Regions from separate parts of the Mus musculus genome. Here all the other regions are linked to region 3. A link is a contact called in public HiChIP or PLAC-seq and promoter capture Hi-C data. All regions are on one chromosome and are shown on one strand. The core of a region is the stretch at or near the end of the contact, and the rest is flanking DNA. Distances in the headings are between cores, read along the strand shown.

Region 1 (2,700 bases), core at 13-2,512, 330 kb before region 3:
ATAACACCGGAATGGCACACATTGCTTCTTTAAAGTGACATCCTTCAGATACTTGGTGGCTCTGCTGATATGCATACCCTTGATGGCCTGGGCAGTTTCCCGAGTGTTCTTAAAGTGAACACGAAGGTTTGAACCTCTTGATTTGCATGATTTTGTGGGGTTTTCTGGGTCAAGAGAGTAGCGAACCATCTTGGCAGGTGACCTCTGGCTGCTTCCAGGAAGAGTGGGTTTAGTTCTTAACAAGTCAGCACATTTCATGCCTTCGTTGAATAGCCCCTTCCTTATAGTCAACAATAGAGCTGATTGGAAGGAGCACTATTGATCTCTAGGGAATGATACAATAATGAATTCTCAATGTTTAAGACTCCTATAGTCACTCCTCATGGTCCTGGGCCTTGGGCCCCTTGAACTTGCATCTTTGAACAAAGCCTAAGAATTTGCATTTTAACAAGCTGCGGCATCTAGCTGTTCTGGGGTTGGCATGGTGTTGGCTTTCCTATCATCAGATGCCAACTTCTTCAGTTGGGCGGGCAGCCTGCTGTCTACCACTTACTGCTGTGTAACGGCTTCCTTAACTTTGTCTCATGAAGTTTGACCAAGCTTTTCAGATTAGCCAGATCAGACATGGTCAGGCCTTGGCTTCATTCAGACTTAGGGGCCCACATAGAAGAAGGAATTGCCTTCCCTCCCCTGGATGGACTGGTCCCCTGAAGAGCCAAGCCAGCCATAGAGGATACTCTCCAGGCAAAATCCCTGGACAAGGACCTGAAAATCACGCTGGCAGGTTTACCCTACTTAGCATCTCCTTGAAGCCTTTTAAATGAAGCATGTGTGTTTATTCAAATACCATGCAGCCAAGGATCATTTAGGGTGGAAAGAAAAAAAAAAATCCAGTTAGCCTCAGCACTGGGACGCGGTGCTGTAATGTTGGCTTGCTCCATTGGAACCTGGGCTAATCTGGCTGGAGTGAACAGCCCCAGGTGGGTCCCGAGTCAAACAGTAGTAACTAAGGCAGCAGAAGTTCGAGCTGTTCTGTGTTCCCTGTGCCTCCCACAGGCCCTCCTCCTCTCTGCAGCTCAGCACCCACTCTACTTTCTTCTGATATCATTCCCTCCTTTTCTCCTCCTCCCCCAGTTCCCATCAGCACCTTCTGCTTTTTTTTTTTCTTTGCTGTTTTAGGAAATATTAGCTTTTCTACTTTGTGTGGCGTTTGAGGGCCATGGCAAATAAGGAAGTGGGCCTTTCAGTGCTTCACCCAGAAAGGAACCTGGTTTTGAAACGTCTGGCATTAGAGCTGTATTCCCATTTAGCATGGGTCACAAGTAAGAAGGAGTGTTTAAGTATAGGTTAGAGCTCATGTCTCTGCAGTTAGAGGTTGGGCAACTAGCCGTTTTGGCAGTTTCTGAAAATCAAACTGACTTCTGTGTGATAATTTCTCCAATGCAGAATTCCTGGCTCATGGTAAAGCAGCCTCCTTACTAAGTGTGCACAGGGACGGTAGTGAGTGAAGACCTGTGAGCCAGGCCTATTACATCAGACCTGCAGCAGTCTGTACAGGGGAGACAAACATGCCGGGAGCAAAGGGGACATAGCTGGGTGTCACAGCACAGGCCTGTTTGGCAGAGTCTGCAGGCTGAGCCTGGTCCTTATTAACTAAACTATTCCTCACTGCACAAGATTATCTCATCAGCTCGAAAACAAATGAATGGATCTCATACAATTCAGGGTGAGTGTGCACACTGGCACAAGATGCACTCTTGAATGTGAGAGGGCACTGGTGAACACAAACAGACACACACACACAGACACATACACACACACACACACACACATACTCTCTCTCTCTCTCTCTCTCTCTCTCTCTCTCTCTCTCTCTCTCTCTCTCTCTCTCTCTCTCTCTGTTGGTCCCAGAAACAGGAAAAATCCAAACGCAGGCATGAAATAATAATTCTTGGGACCTCAGGTACACGTTTGCATGATAAAAGACACCATTGAAAGAATAGGACGATTAAAGCTTACCATTGTTGTAAGAGCGAAAATTTCCTACAAATTTTATATATTCGTAAGTTGGAAATTCCTTTGGGTTCAAGCTGCCTCTGAGAAGATGGCAATAAAACTCTAAATCGTTGTCAGCTGGGTCGTTAGAGGGAGAAAAGAGAAAGGGAGAGGAGGGTTACACAGACTCCAGACTAAACAAGTTGCGCCTGTAGGGTTTGCTCCACGCGTGGCCTGTGTGGTTTTCTCCGTATGACGGGCCGTTAGACCTGGCTTCTAACCCTTGCAGCTCCAGGCCGTTCTCCCTGCAGCTCATCCATACTCCGTATTCTATACTTGGACCCAATTAGTCAATCTACCCACAGATGTCTGTGGTTGGTTATGTCGGCATCGATTAGTTCTGGTTGTTTTCACATGGCGTACTAAAATAAAGCTGCTCGCATAGAGCCGCTCTCTTTAATTTAATCTCTTTTTTGCTTTGCTTTGAAGGGAAATCAGATGTACGACGGGACCAATTATGCATGGAAATGGACTGAGGCTTGAGCAAATGCAAGCGTCTTTGCTACTGCCTGCCATTGCGTATGCTTCGTTAGGCGGCGCGTGGTGAGCACACACCGAGGCCTGCCTTCTATCTAGGTTGCCAAATATTTTGATATAAATCTCAAACTTCCAAAAAATTGCACATGCAAGTAAATAACCAGAAGA
Region 2 (2,706 bases), core at 133-2,632, 490 kb before region 3:
GTGACATTTGTATACAACATGGCTCTAAAACTTGCTTATTTTCCCCTCCACCGTCCTCCCCATCCCCCAACCTCCCGTCTCACTTTGCTTTCTACAGGGCTACTGTCTGTTGGATCTGACCAGTTTCTGATCCTCCCCCAGGACAGCTTCTACTTTCCAGTTCTGTCCTACTTAACAACCACATTTTGTCCTTTTGTCAAAACCCAGGGACTAAGGGAACCTTTCCCCTCCCTTTGGCTAAGATATCCGATCTAACCACCTCCCCACAGAGAACACGTGGATCCCTTTCCCTCGGCCTTTTTCAAGGACAGCTAACATGTCTACTCTAGCCTAGAGAAAATATTTATTTAAAACCCTGTACTCACATGCCCCGTGGCTTCTCGTTACTATTACCTGCTCCCATGTTCTAGTGGGTTTGTTTTTTTCTTTAATGTTTTCTCAGAATAGACACAAGAGCCTTATTTTTTTCCGGAGAGGACCTGCAGGGGTGAGTCTCATAGTGGTGCCTTCTAGGTCCTATGTCTCTGTAAGACATTCAGTGTTCAGTATGGTCTGCTGCTGGACTCAGGTTTCTGCGTTGCCACCTCTCCTATAGCTTCAGTTGTATCCTTACAAAAGCATGAAAAAATATTCTGTAAGAGAAATAATAAGTGGGGGATGTCAAGAATGACTCCTGCTGCCAGGCCTGATGACCTGAGTTGGATTCCCAGGGTCCACATAATGGAAGCCAAGACTGACTCCTCAAAGTTGTCTTCTGACTTCCACGCGCCAAACTGTCTCTCGTGACCACCCCCTCCAATAAATAAAATGTAATAAAGAAGAAATGTAAATGTTTGAATTAACGGAAAGCAATTTCTCTGACCCTCTCCTTGCTGTATATATGGACTAAAATATGTAGCATTCTGTGTTAATTTAAAAAAAAAATGAAGAGCGCAGCATTAAAAAAAAATCCAGATACAATTGTCTCCAATTTTCAGTGTTAGCTTTTGGTTATTTGAAACTTGAACACACTCCAGTTTACTGGCGTGCATTGTGCTCTTTAAGGTTAAGACTCTGGGTTGGGCAACCTGCAGCTTGGATAACAAGATGTCTTTTCCCCCTAGGTCCTTCCTCCAGCTTTTAAACAAGGAGCGTGGAGACAACTTGCGCAGTTGCTCGCTTCCTACCGGGAAGGAGGGAATTCGAGACTCGTCCGGGACTAGAGGGAGGAGACCTGGCAGTGGCTCCGATTTCCTCCCGCCACTCCGGAACCCTGGCCGGGAGCCGCAGAGACTAGGAAACCAGGGAGGCGCCACTGGAGCCTCGGGGAGGGTGGAGGGCGTGGCTTCGGGGGTGGGCGGGACCGCGGCTGGTGGGCAGGGTCTAGCCGGGGCGGGGCCACGGCAGGCAGCGCGGGGTGAGCCCGGCGAGCTGTGGTCTCCGCGCTCCGGGGCTCGGCAGGCGCTCCCGCTTCTGTCTCCGCGCGCAGTTCCCGCCGCCTCCTTCCAAGCGGGCTCGGCCCGGTGCGGCCGGCTGCTGGGGCGATGTGAACCGGGACCCGCAGGCGCGGCAGGTTCGCCGCGATGTGGCTCAAGCCCGAGGAGGTGCTGCTCAAGAACGCGCTGAAGCTCTGGGTGACCCAGAAGAGCAGCTGCTACTTCGTCTTGCAGCGGCGCCGCGGGCACGGCGAGGGGGGCGGCCGCCTCACCGGTAAGGGGCGCGCGCGGCGGCCCGGCCCGGCCTCTGTCCCTGCCGCCCGGCCGCGTCGCAGGTGGTGTCTCGGTGGCAGCCGACGAGGCCAGGACGGCCCTGCCTATGGCTTGTTTTCCTTTTTCCTGCGTTTCTCACGCGAGCTCCGGTCGGGCTTGGAGCTCAGGGACCCACGGGCCGAGAGAGGCAGGTGCATCTGGTGTGACCTGGCTCGCGAACGCTGGAGACGCAGCTTCTAGAGCTTGCCCCAAGGCAGCGAGATCGGGGCGCCCTAGGGCCCCGCCAGGTGACAGAAGGGTGCGCCCAGGCAGGCCCGGACTTGGCCATCTGGACGCAGCTGTGGCTCCAGGTGGTGTTGCAGCTGCGGACTTCAGGCCAGATCATCGGGAGGTTCTAGAGATCCAGGACTTTCTGGCCCAGGAGGCGGGGGCTGTCTTCGCTTCGAGGGGAAACTGAGGCACTATAGTTGCGTAGCGAAGTTAAGCATGCCGCTTTTGTTTCTCCTTTCAATGTCTTCTGTGGAACGATAGGACAAAAATACGATAGGCTTTGAAGTTGTCTCCAAGCAAGGCATTTTCCCCTTCTAAAAGTTATGGCTCAAAGCTGTTAAGAGATTGGGATCAGCTCGCGTTATTAGCTAGAGCACCTGCTCAATCAGGGAAGGGGAATTGTCGTGTTTTGCCTAGGGGGTTGGAATGATTCCTTTGGTTAAGGAGCCACCTCTGGTAAAAGGGACTTCAGATGATGGTCCTTTCATAACCTTCTACTGAATGTCGCTGAGGGGGTCAACAGACCTAAACGGTGCGCTCGGGTTAATTGCTGGTGACTGTCTGCACCTGGGCCAGTCTGGAGACGGCCCTTTGGGAGCAGAGTCTGGTTGGAGAAATGAGGAATATGCTTCTACCTAAAATCATGTATTTTAGCTTCAGGAAAAGCTAGCAGGTGTAGGGTGGGGTCAGGGTCCACGATGACAACCGAGACTCTCCTGAGAATTCAGTAGTGGGTAGGAGACCACAG
Region 3 (2,700 bases), core at 68-2,567:
AAACAAACAAAACCCCAAAACACCAGGAGACGACTGGCTAACCCTACATAAACCATGAAAGGTGTCTGCTTGAAGCTGGGCCTCTCTAAACAACAGGTCAGAGCTACGCAACGATACAGCAAACACTGTCTTAACCAGAAACCTGCGCATTTCAGCTTCAGAAAAAACAAACAAACAAACAAAACCCCAAAACACCAGGAGACGACTGGCTAACCCTACATAAACCATGAAAGGTGTCTGCTTGAAGCTGGGCCTCTCTAAACAACAGGTCAGAGCTACGCACTAATTAAAGAAGGTTTATCTGAGTCCTGAGAACTCTTCCCCAACGAGAGGAACCTGGAGACCAAAGGAAGTTACATTCCAGGCAGAGGGACCTGAAAATGCAAAAACGCTGTGACATGCTGACTGACCATCTGTCTGTCCTGAGAGCCTGCAGTAGACTTGGGGAAGAGGAAGACTGTGGCTAGACCCACAGACTTCCCTAAGCTTTAGAGTCTAAAGGATAAATCTGAGAATAGCAGACGCCTGGCCTGCTCCAGAGTCACTCCTGACGGCTAATGTTTAGTAAGCACAAAATACTAGGTATATCCCTTTACTTGAGCCTGTTCTTGCCTCCCAGGTGTAGGTGTGGCCGGCTTGCTGAATGTGTAGATGACCACCCCCTCCAGTCCCCAAGGTCTGTCTCTTAAGCCGGAGCCCACAACTACACGGTCCATCTACCCTCCATCCAGACTCTTCAGAATCCTTAAACACAGCCACATAGAAGGTTGGCGACAAAGTGGCTGACGCATACTTTTGCTCTTCTAAGGCTATTCCGATGCGGTTCTCTAACACACTTTCTTTGGGCTTTTGTCTAATTCCAGCTCAAAAAAGGAAAAAAAATTGCTAAGGAGTTCCACCTTTCTTCATATTAGAAATTAACAATAGTCGTGAGGCCTAGAGTTCAGATCTGGAAACCAGAAAGCACTCCCAACGGACCATCTAGAGTCAGCTCTAGATGGCAGGAGGGTCGGGGCCTTCATCAGGCCTGGAGGAGAACGAGCCCAAAGTCCGGTGCCTACCAAAGGACAGAGATTTGCGGGGCAGGACGCACCGGAGCAGGAGTGCCCAGCCCAGGAGGCCGGAGGGACCGCACCCGCCCTCTCGCAGTGCGCCTGCGCCGGGCCTCCCCGCAGTCCGCCGAGTTCTGTAACTAATCCATGTAGACCCGGCTCCGGGTCTGGCGCGAGCCCACCAAGCCAAACGACCGCAGACTTGGGGTCCCGAGCTCGCCACACTCACCTGCATCTTGCCTTCAGTCACTCAAACCAGCCCTCTGCCCCAGCCCCTCCGCTCCTCTCCGCGCACGCGCGGCACCGCCCCCTCCGGTCTTCTCCCCGCCCCCAGGCACGAAAAGGGCGGAGCCAAGGAGGAAGTGAAGACTGGAGTCTGCGCCTGGTCCTCAGGAACCCGGGCGAAGGCTGAGAGCGTTGGAATGACAGGCCGTGCCTCCGGTGGGTGGGACTATAGGGTGACGTCATTCGGGCCATGTCCAGGCGCTACCTTGTTAGGGAAAGTGGCTGGTTGTTTGGGGCTGACCCGAGGTAAGCATAGGTTCTGCGACTTCCCGGGCCGCCAATCGGAGCCTGTCGGAAGCAGAATTGCCTGACAGTGACCCGATGCTAGGATTAAAAGTGACCCGGGTCACCTGGAGGTCACACACCTTCTCTGTTGAATGGGATGAATTGCTTATTGGGTTTGTTTACTGAGCTCACTGGGTTTGTTTAGAGCATAGTCTAACCTCTGCGGTTACAGCATCAGATTTGAGAAACCGGTGGAGTGGGGAACGCCTGGGCTCCACGCCCCTTCACCCTCACAAAAGGAAAAGGCCACAGTGAGAATCATTTTCTCTGGTTAATACCAGACTCGTGTGACCCTGAGCAAAAGCACAGGCTCCAGGGCGATCCACAGCATTCGGAGCTGGAACTGAGAGCACGGGAGTTAAAAGGCCTTCCACAGCCCTGGACTACCTTGCTGCCTCTGCTCAAGCACACACCGTGGGTACACTTTGGAATTACCAAGGAGCTTTCAAAACTGCAGGTGTCTAGGTGTGGTAGTTCACATCTATAATTCCAATACTCAGGAGACCCAGCCAGGGCTAGAGAGTGAACCTCTGTCTATAAAAACAAACAAAAACTACAGTTACACTAAGGTGTTATTTCCAGACAACTTAAATCCCTGCAGCTGAGGACTCGGAACTGATAATTTCTGGGGAATAATCACTAATATAGAAAAAAAATTACACTATTCCCTGAAAAAAACAAGGAGCATGGATTTAATTTAACCCAACACATTCCAACCAGATTACAGACAGACCTTTTAAAGTGTTAATTAATTTGCCTAGTGTTGTGAATGAATTTTCCCAGTTTTCACTTCCAAAATCAGTTTGTGAGATAGTTTAACTTGAGGGACTTTGATCACAGGCTTCTCTCCACCGCACAGCAGTAAAGCAGGTGTGGTTTGCCCTTTCCTTGCTCCAGGTGGATCCACTGAAAGATGTATCCTGGTGTATTGGAAATAATGTTCCCAGTTGCTTTTTACAGCAGGTGTGCTTCAGAACAATCCCCTGTTAACTCATTGTCTTGACTTTTGGTTTTATTACATTGACTACAACATGGATAAAGTCTTTAACTGAATACACACGAGAAACAAACTGTTCAG
Region 4 (2,700 bases), core at 138-2,637, 270 kb before region 3:
TCAAAACAGGGGACAGTAAGCACACACATCTCCCCACTGGCTGGGTTTATCTCTCGTGAACAGTGAATGTACCTTCTGTCCTGCCAGGAGGCCCTGATGAGGGGCCTCAGGTCCGGAGATGGACAGCATTTTTTCTCATTATTTTTTCTGTTATAAAAAGGCTTTGAAGGACAGGTGCTAATGAACTGGAGATGTTCCCCCTCATCATTTGGGGGAAAGTAGGAAGTGACTTCTACCTTGTGATTCTTCCTCGACAAACAGGCAATAAAAAACCAGAGAGGCAGCAGCTGCCTCCACAATCCCTAGCTTCCCTTCAATTATGGAATTCTCAAGTTCTGGCACATTCCCCAATTGGGGAAGAGCCAGTCTGACAGATTTGATGGCAACTCTGGTTGAATCCAGCGCTGGCCACAAGAAGCCACATCTCAAGAGCTTTTCCCATGGTTTCACAGAGAGCCCAGGGTGAGCCCATGACCAGACCCCCACAGAGCTCCCCCGACTACCAGAAACTCTGCCACAAGCATCTACAAGGCCAAGGCTGGGGCTTCATCTGCCTTTTGTGACTCTGATTTTTCTTTTATAGTTAGTTGCCTTCTTCCAAGGGCATGGTGATTCATTGTTCAGGGAAATGATGACATAGTTCATGAAGGAATGAATGGAGAAAGTTAGAAAATGTGTTATTAAATCAACTTACAATGATACCTTTGGTCAGACAAGCCTTTCCAACCTACAAATGGCTGCAGTATCTGGGCGGAAGGACCATTGTAACAGTCCACAAGGTTCCTGTAATCTTTGTCATCTACTTCTCCATCCCTGAAGATTCCCTCTGGGCGGCCCCTTTTACGAGAGTTCAAGCCACACTGTGGTCCGTCCTGAGTGACAGTATGTGGCCAGGGTGTGGACAATGGATGCCTAGTGAAATCAGTAAGAGGGGCAGGAGGCTTATGAGTCACTCTTGTGGCTGAGTCACACACAGTCTTTGTTGGGAGCCACTGCCAAAGACAAACCCAAAGGGTCTCTGTGTGGTGTGGGGCCCTGTTTCTCTCTCCAGGTAGCTGTGTTCCAGGAGATCCCGCTGAGTCTGGAAAACGTCATCCTAAATGGGCTTAAGGCTTCGAAGGGAGCAAAAGAGAAACAAGATGTTCTCGGGCACAGAAATCAAACTAGTTTGGACACTGGGGTATGGTGTCGGGGATTAACATCAGAGTTTCCTATAACGTTTAACCAAGACGTGGGATGTTTCACGTGAACCACTGGCTGGTGGAGGCAGGAGAGTTAGTGTGAGTGTGAGCTGGATTTAGGTTTGAATGCCTTCAACCTCTCCTCCTCTGGTCTTGTGGTGGCTTTTGCTGGATCCCGGGTCTGATGATGTCATCAGTAACTGATGTGGTTACGACTTGCCTTCCACAGACAAGAGGACACACCACTAGGATCCTCTCCTCTCCTATAAGACAGTGGCTAGAAACAGGCTATCTGGAATCCAGTCCGGTCTATCTGATGCCACACACCAAGACGGACCGAGCATCAGCAGTTAGCACTGAGTCCTCCTCCTCCTCTCCCTTGCCACACCTTTACTTCTTTCATTTAGAGTTCAGGTAGTGTCTTGTCTGCCTGAACACTGCCCACTGCCTCTGATCACACCAGGTCTGAGCAGAGCTCCCAGGCTACAGGAAGCTCGCGAGGGGAATATCTAAGACAGCATCAGCATCAGCATCAGCAGCAGCATCAGCATCAGCATCAGCAGCAGCAGCAGCAGCAGCAGCAGCAAGAGGTTTTCTTGCTTCACAGGACTGTGATTTGTTATACTTCCTTTTAAAAGGTATCCGTGAGGTTAAACCTCCCTGTCTGTCCTCAGTTGGCTCTCGTACAGTTCAGCTGAGTGCATAAGGGCTGGCTGGCACAGCTTGTTCAAATGTCCTGGTCATGAGAAAACAGGGTGTGTTGGGAACTCTCCGGTCAATTTGTGTGGTTAGCTACTCCTTGTCTCTTGGCCTGATGTCATGAAGGAACTGAAATTGTACCGACAGTCCTATCCAGATGTCCTCAAGGCTCTGGCCCCTCACAAGGTCCTTCTTATTCGGCCCTGCACAGTTTAGTGTAGTGGTGCATCCAGGCTAGGAACCCACTATGGCTGCCCTGCTCCTCTCCTGACCACAGAACAAGACCATTTTTGCTATGCTTCCCTATGGTCGAGTGTGAAGTAAGCCTGGCCTGGACCTAGGGCATGGCTGGTCAAAGGAGAGGCCCAGCATCCCCTGTGAGGGTTTGCAAGCAGGACAGAGGCTTTCTTTTTCCTCCCTCCACCTCCTCCATGTGTATATGTGCAAGTGTTCTTGACCTTGCATACACAGCAGAGGCCAGAGGTCAAAGTCGGCATGTGTATACCGCAGCATTTGGACGTTGGAGGGCCACTTTGGGAGTTAGCGCTCTCCTTCCACTATGGATCTTAGGGATTGAACCCAGGCTGCTAGGCTCGGGTGGGCAAGTGTTTTTATTGCTGAGCCACCTCCTTTTCCTTCTAGCTTACCGTGCGTGAGGCAGGATCTCTCACTGAACCTGGAGCTGACTGATTGGCTAGGCTGGCTGGCCAGCAAGCTCTGGGGCTCTACCTAGCTCTGCCTCCCCCCACCCCCACCCTGTCCCTCAAATGCTGAGGTTCAGGTCCTCATTCATGAGATAAATGCACTTTTGCTTGCAAAA
Region 5 (2,700 bases), core at 121-2,620, 460 kb before region 3:
ACCTGGCCATTTTCTGAGGATTACAAGTGTGTCTGCAGGGTGGGGGAGGGTGTGGCTTTAAATTTTTTAAGTCTAATTAGCCAGGCAGTGGCAGCGCACGCCTTTAATCCCAGCATTAAGGAGGCAGAGGCAGGCAGATTTCTGAGTTCGAGGCCAGTCTGGTCTATAGAGTGAGTTCCAGGACAGCCAGGGCTATACAGAGAAACCTTGTCTTGGGAAAAAAATTTTTTTTGTCTTGTAACCGTTTAAATCCTGGCTAGCTCTGGAGTGTTTGTGGTTCCATGTACAGCATTTATGGCTCCTGTTTATCACAAGGGCTGCTGTCTTTGGGAGGGAGCCATGACAGCTGCCAAGATGGGGTTATATCTTGATACATTGTTCTCAGTCCTGCCTTCCTGTCCCTCTTTATTTATTCCCTGCCTCCTTCCTTCCCCTCACTTCTTGACATAGTTACTATGTCTCCCTAGCTGCTCTGGAACTTGTCCTGTAGACCAAGCTGGCCTCAGACTCAGAGATCCCCTTGCCTCTGCCTCCGAAGTGTTGGGATTAAAGGTGTGTACCACCATGATGACTGGCTATTCAATACTTTTTAATCTTTTATTTATTTGTTGATGTGTGTTTATATGTGTGTGTATATGTGTGCATATATATGTGTGTGTTTGTGTGTATATGTGTATGTGTGTATATTTGTGCATGTGTATGTGTGAGTGTGTATATATGTGTGTATGTGACTGTGTATGTGTGTGTATGTGACTGTGTATGTGTGTGAATGTGTATATGTATGTATGTGTGTGTGTGTGTGTTGTATTCACCCCTACTCTATACTTCAGCACTTTCTAACACATCTCATGACTTCTTTTTTTAAACCCAGAGTCCAGTTAGTATCTCCTCCTGCAGTGTTGGTCTTGTTGGCTTGATCTTGAGGAGGTGACCGCAGCTGTAAGTGTGTGAGTGCAGTGGCCATACCACGCCGCCATCAGTCAGTGTCCTGCAGCTCCCCTTCCTGTCCTCTGGCTGTTGAAGTGTTTCCACCCCCTCTTCCCTAGTGTCCCAGAGCCTGTCAGTGGGTATGCTGGTTGATCTTGGTCTCCCAGTTAAGACACAGTAGTCATTTTTCTCCAGAGCCTTGAGCACCTCGAGTCTCTGTAATAACTGTGGTCTGCTTCAGAGAGAAGCTTCTCTGGCCAAGGTTGAGAGCCTCGCTAATCTGTGGGTATAAAAATACTTAGAAAGCTTATCCACCTAATGGAAACAATGTATCCATTTAGAAAAATAGCAAAACAGTTAGCATTAGGTCCCAGTAGGACCCATGATCTCCTGGGCCATAGGCTTTTGACCAGGTTACAACACAGGCCTGGGGCTCTTTCTGCCGAGTAAGCCTCAGATCTACCCAGAATGCAGTTGGTTACACCCATAACCTTCACCCATGCTTGACCAGTGGCCGTGGCATCTCTGCCAGGTCAGTATTACAGCTTTCAGGGTTGTTGTTTGTTAGTTCTTTGAGACAAGATTTCACTATAAAGTGCAATCTGGCCTTAAACTGATCCTTGTGCCCCAACTGTAAGCAGTAGGCTACAAGTGCGTCCAGCTATGCCCGGCATAATTTAGTTCTTAAATCAGAAGACAAGAGCCAGGGCTTATTAGGCCTCATCCCTCCCTGAGGATTTCTGTGTTAATGCGCCCTGCATTAACAGCAGAGGGAGAGACATTTTCTTCAGTGGTAGAGCAACTGGTAAGGTCCAACATATCCCTGTGAACTGCCCTGATGAAACTCATTGAGTCATAAAAAACAAAACCAGGCGAGAGAGCAGGTTGGAAACTAGTTGGAAAGAAAAAGAATCAGAGGAAATGGGGTTGAGGGGACTAGAAAAGGTTATGGGTCAAGGGTGAGTGAGGGGGGACTAGAGAAGATTACAGGAAGGGCTGAGTATATTCTGTATAATTGGTGTAAGTTAATAAAAAAACATCAACAAACACACACCAGCCAGGCAGTGGCACATACTGTGGTGCTCTGAGGTGGAGACAGGTGATTACCCATGAGTTCAAAGCCATCCTGGTTTCCGTGCTAAGCTCCAGGCTAGTCAGGGATATGTAGTGAGATTTTTGTGTACTGATTTGTGTACTGATTCTTCCTTGATTGCTTTCATAAATCAATGGCAAGTGTAGATGGCCAGCAAAATACAGGAGAAAGATCTTACTCCAGGGTTCACGTTCGATTTCTTAAAAATGATGTCTTGTGTCTCCCAGGCTGTGGATTTGTTGGTGACCTTGAACTTCTGACCCTTCTCTATCCACCTTCTAAGTTCCTGAGTTATTAGTGTGTACCACCACACCCGTTTCATGTGGAGCTAGGCATGGAACCCAGGCTTTGTGCACTCTGGGCCAGCCTTCCAGCTGAACTCTATCTGTCGCATGAGCTCATGTTTTTACACAGAATTTTACAACTGTACCCATGTAATTTCATGGGGCTAAGGAGTACGGAGGCCTTGTGGGGACATCCTACCCCTTGCTTTAGGTAGGAGGTGTAGTCTCTGGGGAATGCGCATTGGCCCCTTAGAAGCTGCCCACCCGAGTGCTGCGGTTAAAGGGCTGCTTTGGATGAGTCGGCTCCTATTTATTTGTACTGTGTGACCTTGCCTGAGGAATCTTCCTGAACATTGGAGATTGGGCCAGCCCACTTCAGAACAGAGGAGGTGGTGT

What was found. Promoter capture Hi-C pulls out the DNA fragments that hold promoters and counts their contacts. HiChIP or PLAC-seq counts read pairs in DNA pulled down with a chosen protein or histone mark. Capture Hi-C pulls out chosen DNA fragments and counts their contacts.
Region 1: a contact with region 3 is called in an H3K4me3 HiChIP or PLAC-seq map of bone marrow-derived macrophages, with 3 times the contacts expected there. The contact joins the enhancer-like site here to the promoter of Pdcl3 in region 3. A contact is called at or near these places in 4 of 39 promoter capture datasets (cranial neural crest, liver and stem cell-derived epiblast-like cells), 3 of 115 datasets of contacts at active chromatin or transcription factors (acute myeloid leukemia, bone marrow-derived macrophages and double positive thymocytes) and 3 of 9 other capture datasets (adipose tissue, liver and pancreatic islet).
Region 2: a contact with region 3 is called in a promoter capture Hi-C map of pancreatic islet, with 8 times the contacts expected there. The contact joins the promoter of Tbc1d8 here to the promoter of Pdcl3 in region 3. A contact is called at or near these places in 8 of 39 promoter capture datasets (the 3T3-L1 cell line, the C10 cell line, the SN4741 cell line and 4 more), 7 of 484 Hi-C or Micro-C datasets (bone marrow-derived macrophages, embryonic stem cells, nephron progenitors and 1 more), 15 of 115 datasets of contacts at active chromatin or transcription factors (astrocytes, bone marrow-derived macrophages, cardiomyocytes and 9 more) and 5 of 9 other capture datasets (adipose tissue, embryonic stem cells, liver and 2 more).
Region 4: a contact with region 3 is called in an H3K27ac HiChIP or PLAC-seq map of trophoblast stem cells, with 13 read pairs. The contact joins the enhancer-like site here to the promoter of Pdcl3 in region 3. A contact is called at or near these places in 7 of 39 promoter capture datasets (the HPC-7 cell line, cranial neural crest, embryonic stem cells and 2 more), 2 of 484 Hi-C or Micro-C datasets (the C2C12 cell line and the G1E-ER4 cell line), 9 of 115 datasets of contacts at active chromatin or transcription factors (embryonic stem cells, epiblast stem cells, kidney and 3 more) and 3 of 9 other capture datasets (adipose tissue, liver and pancreatic islet).
Region 5: a contact with region 3 is called in a promoter capture Hi-C map of liver, with 4 times the contacts expected there. The contact joins the enhancer-like site here to the promoter of Pdcl3 in region 3. A contact is called at or near these places in 7 of 39 promoter capture datasets (the 3T3-L1 cell line, 3T3-L1-derived adipocytes, the C10 cell line and 3 more), 1 of 484 Hi-C or Micro-C datasets (bone marrow-derived macrophages), 3 of 115 datasets of contacts at active chromatin or transcription factors (embryonic stem cells, epiblast stem cells and fibro-adipogenic progenitors) and 2 of 9 other capture datasets (adipose tissue and liver).

Annotation. Positions count from the first base shown.
Region 1 is chr1:39,312,388-39,315,087 of GRCm38.p6, reverse strand. Npas2 (neuronal PAS domain protein 2) reads right to left here. Exons shown (of 21, transcript NM_008719.2): 7 at 2,020-2,133. It also overlaps the pseudogene Gm3617. Among named protein-coding and RNA genes, the nearest start is that of Rpl31, 54 kb to the left of the region's middle. Within about 2 kb of position 1,262, at least 35 of the 459 cell types and tissues checked have an H3K27ac peak or open chromatin away from gene starts, as enhancers often do. A contact at or near this core is called in bone marrow-derived macrophages, where this site is marked.
Region 2 is chr1:39,477,423-39,480,128 of GRCm38.p6, reverse strand. It overlaps Tbc1d8 (TBC1 domain family, member 8), which reads left to right and starts at 1,382. Exons shown (of 20, transcript NM_018775.4): 1 at 1,382-1,689. The coding sequence starts at 1,563.
Region 3 is chr1:38,986,431-38,989,130 of GRCm38.p6, reverse strand. It overlaps Pdcl3 (phosducin-like 3), which reads right to left and starts at 1,317. Exons shown (of 6, transcript NM_026850.4): 1 at 1,282-1,317. The coding sequence starts at 1,287.
Region 4 is chr1:39,254,923-39,257,622 of GRCm38.p6, reverse strand. All of the region lies in intron 1 of Npas2 (neuronal PAS domain protein 2), which reads right to left. Among named protein-coding and RNA genes, the nearest start is that of Npas2, 62 kb to the right of the region's middle. Within about 2 kb of position 1,387, at least 70 of the 459 cell types and tissues checked have an H3K27ac peak or open chromatin away from gene starts, as enhancers often do. A contact at or near this core is called in the C2C12 cell line and trophoblast stem cells, where this site is marked.
Region 5 is chr1:39,451,146-39,453,845 of GRCm38.p6, reverse strand. The region is part of intron 1 of Tbc1d8 (TBC1 domain family, member 8); the gene reads left to right. Among named protein-coding and RNA genes, the nearest start is that of Tbc1d8, 26 kb to the left of the region's middle. Within about 2 kb of position 1,370, at least 21 of the 459 cell types and tissues checked have an H3K27ac peak or open chromatin away from gene starts, as enhancers often do. A contact at or near this core is called in liver, where this site is marked.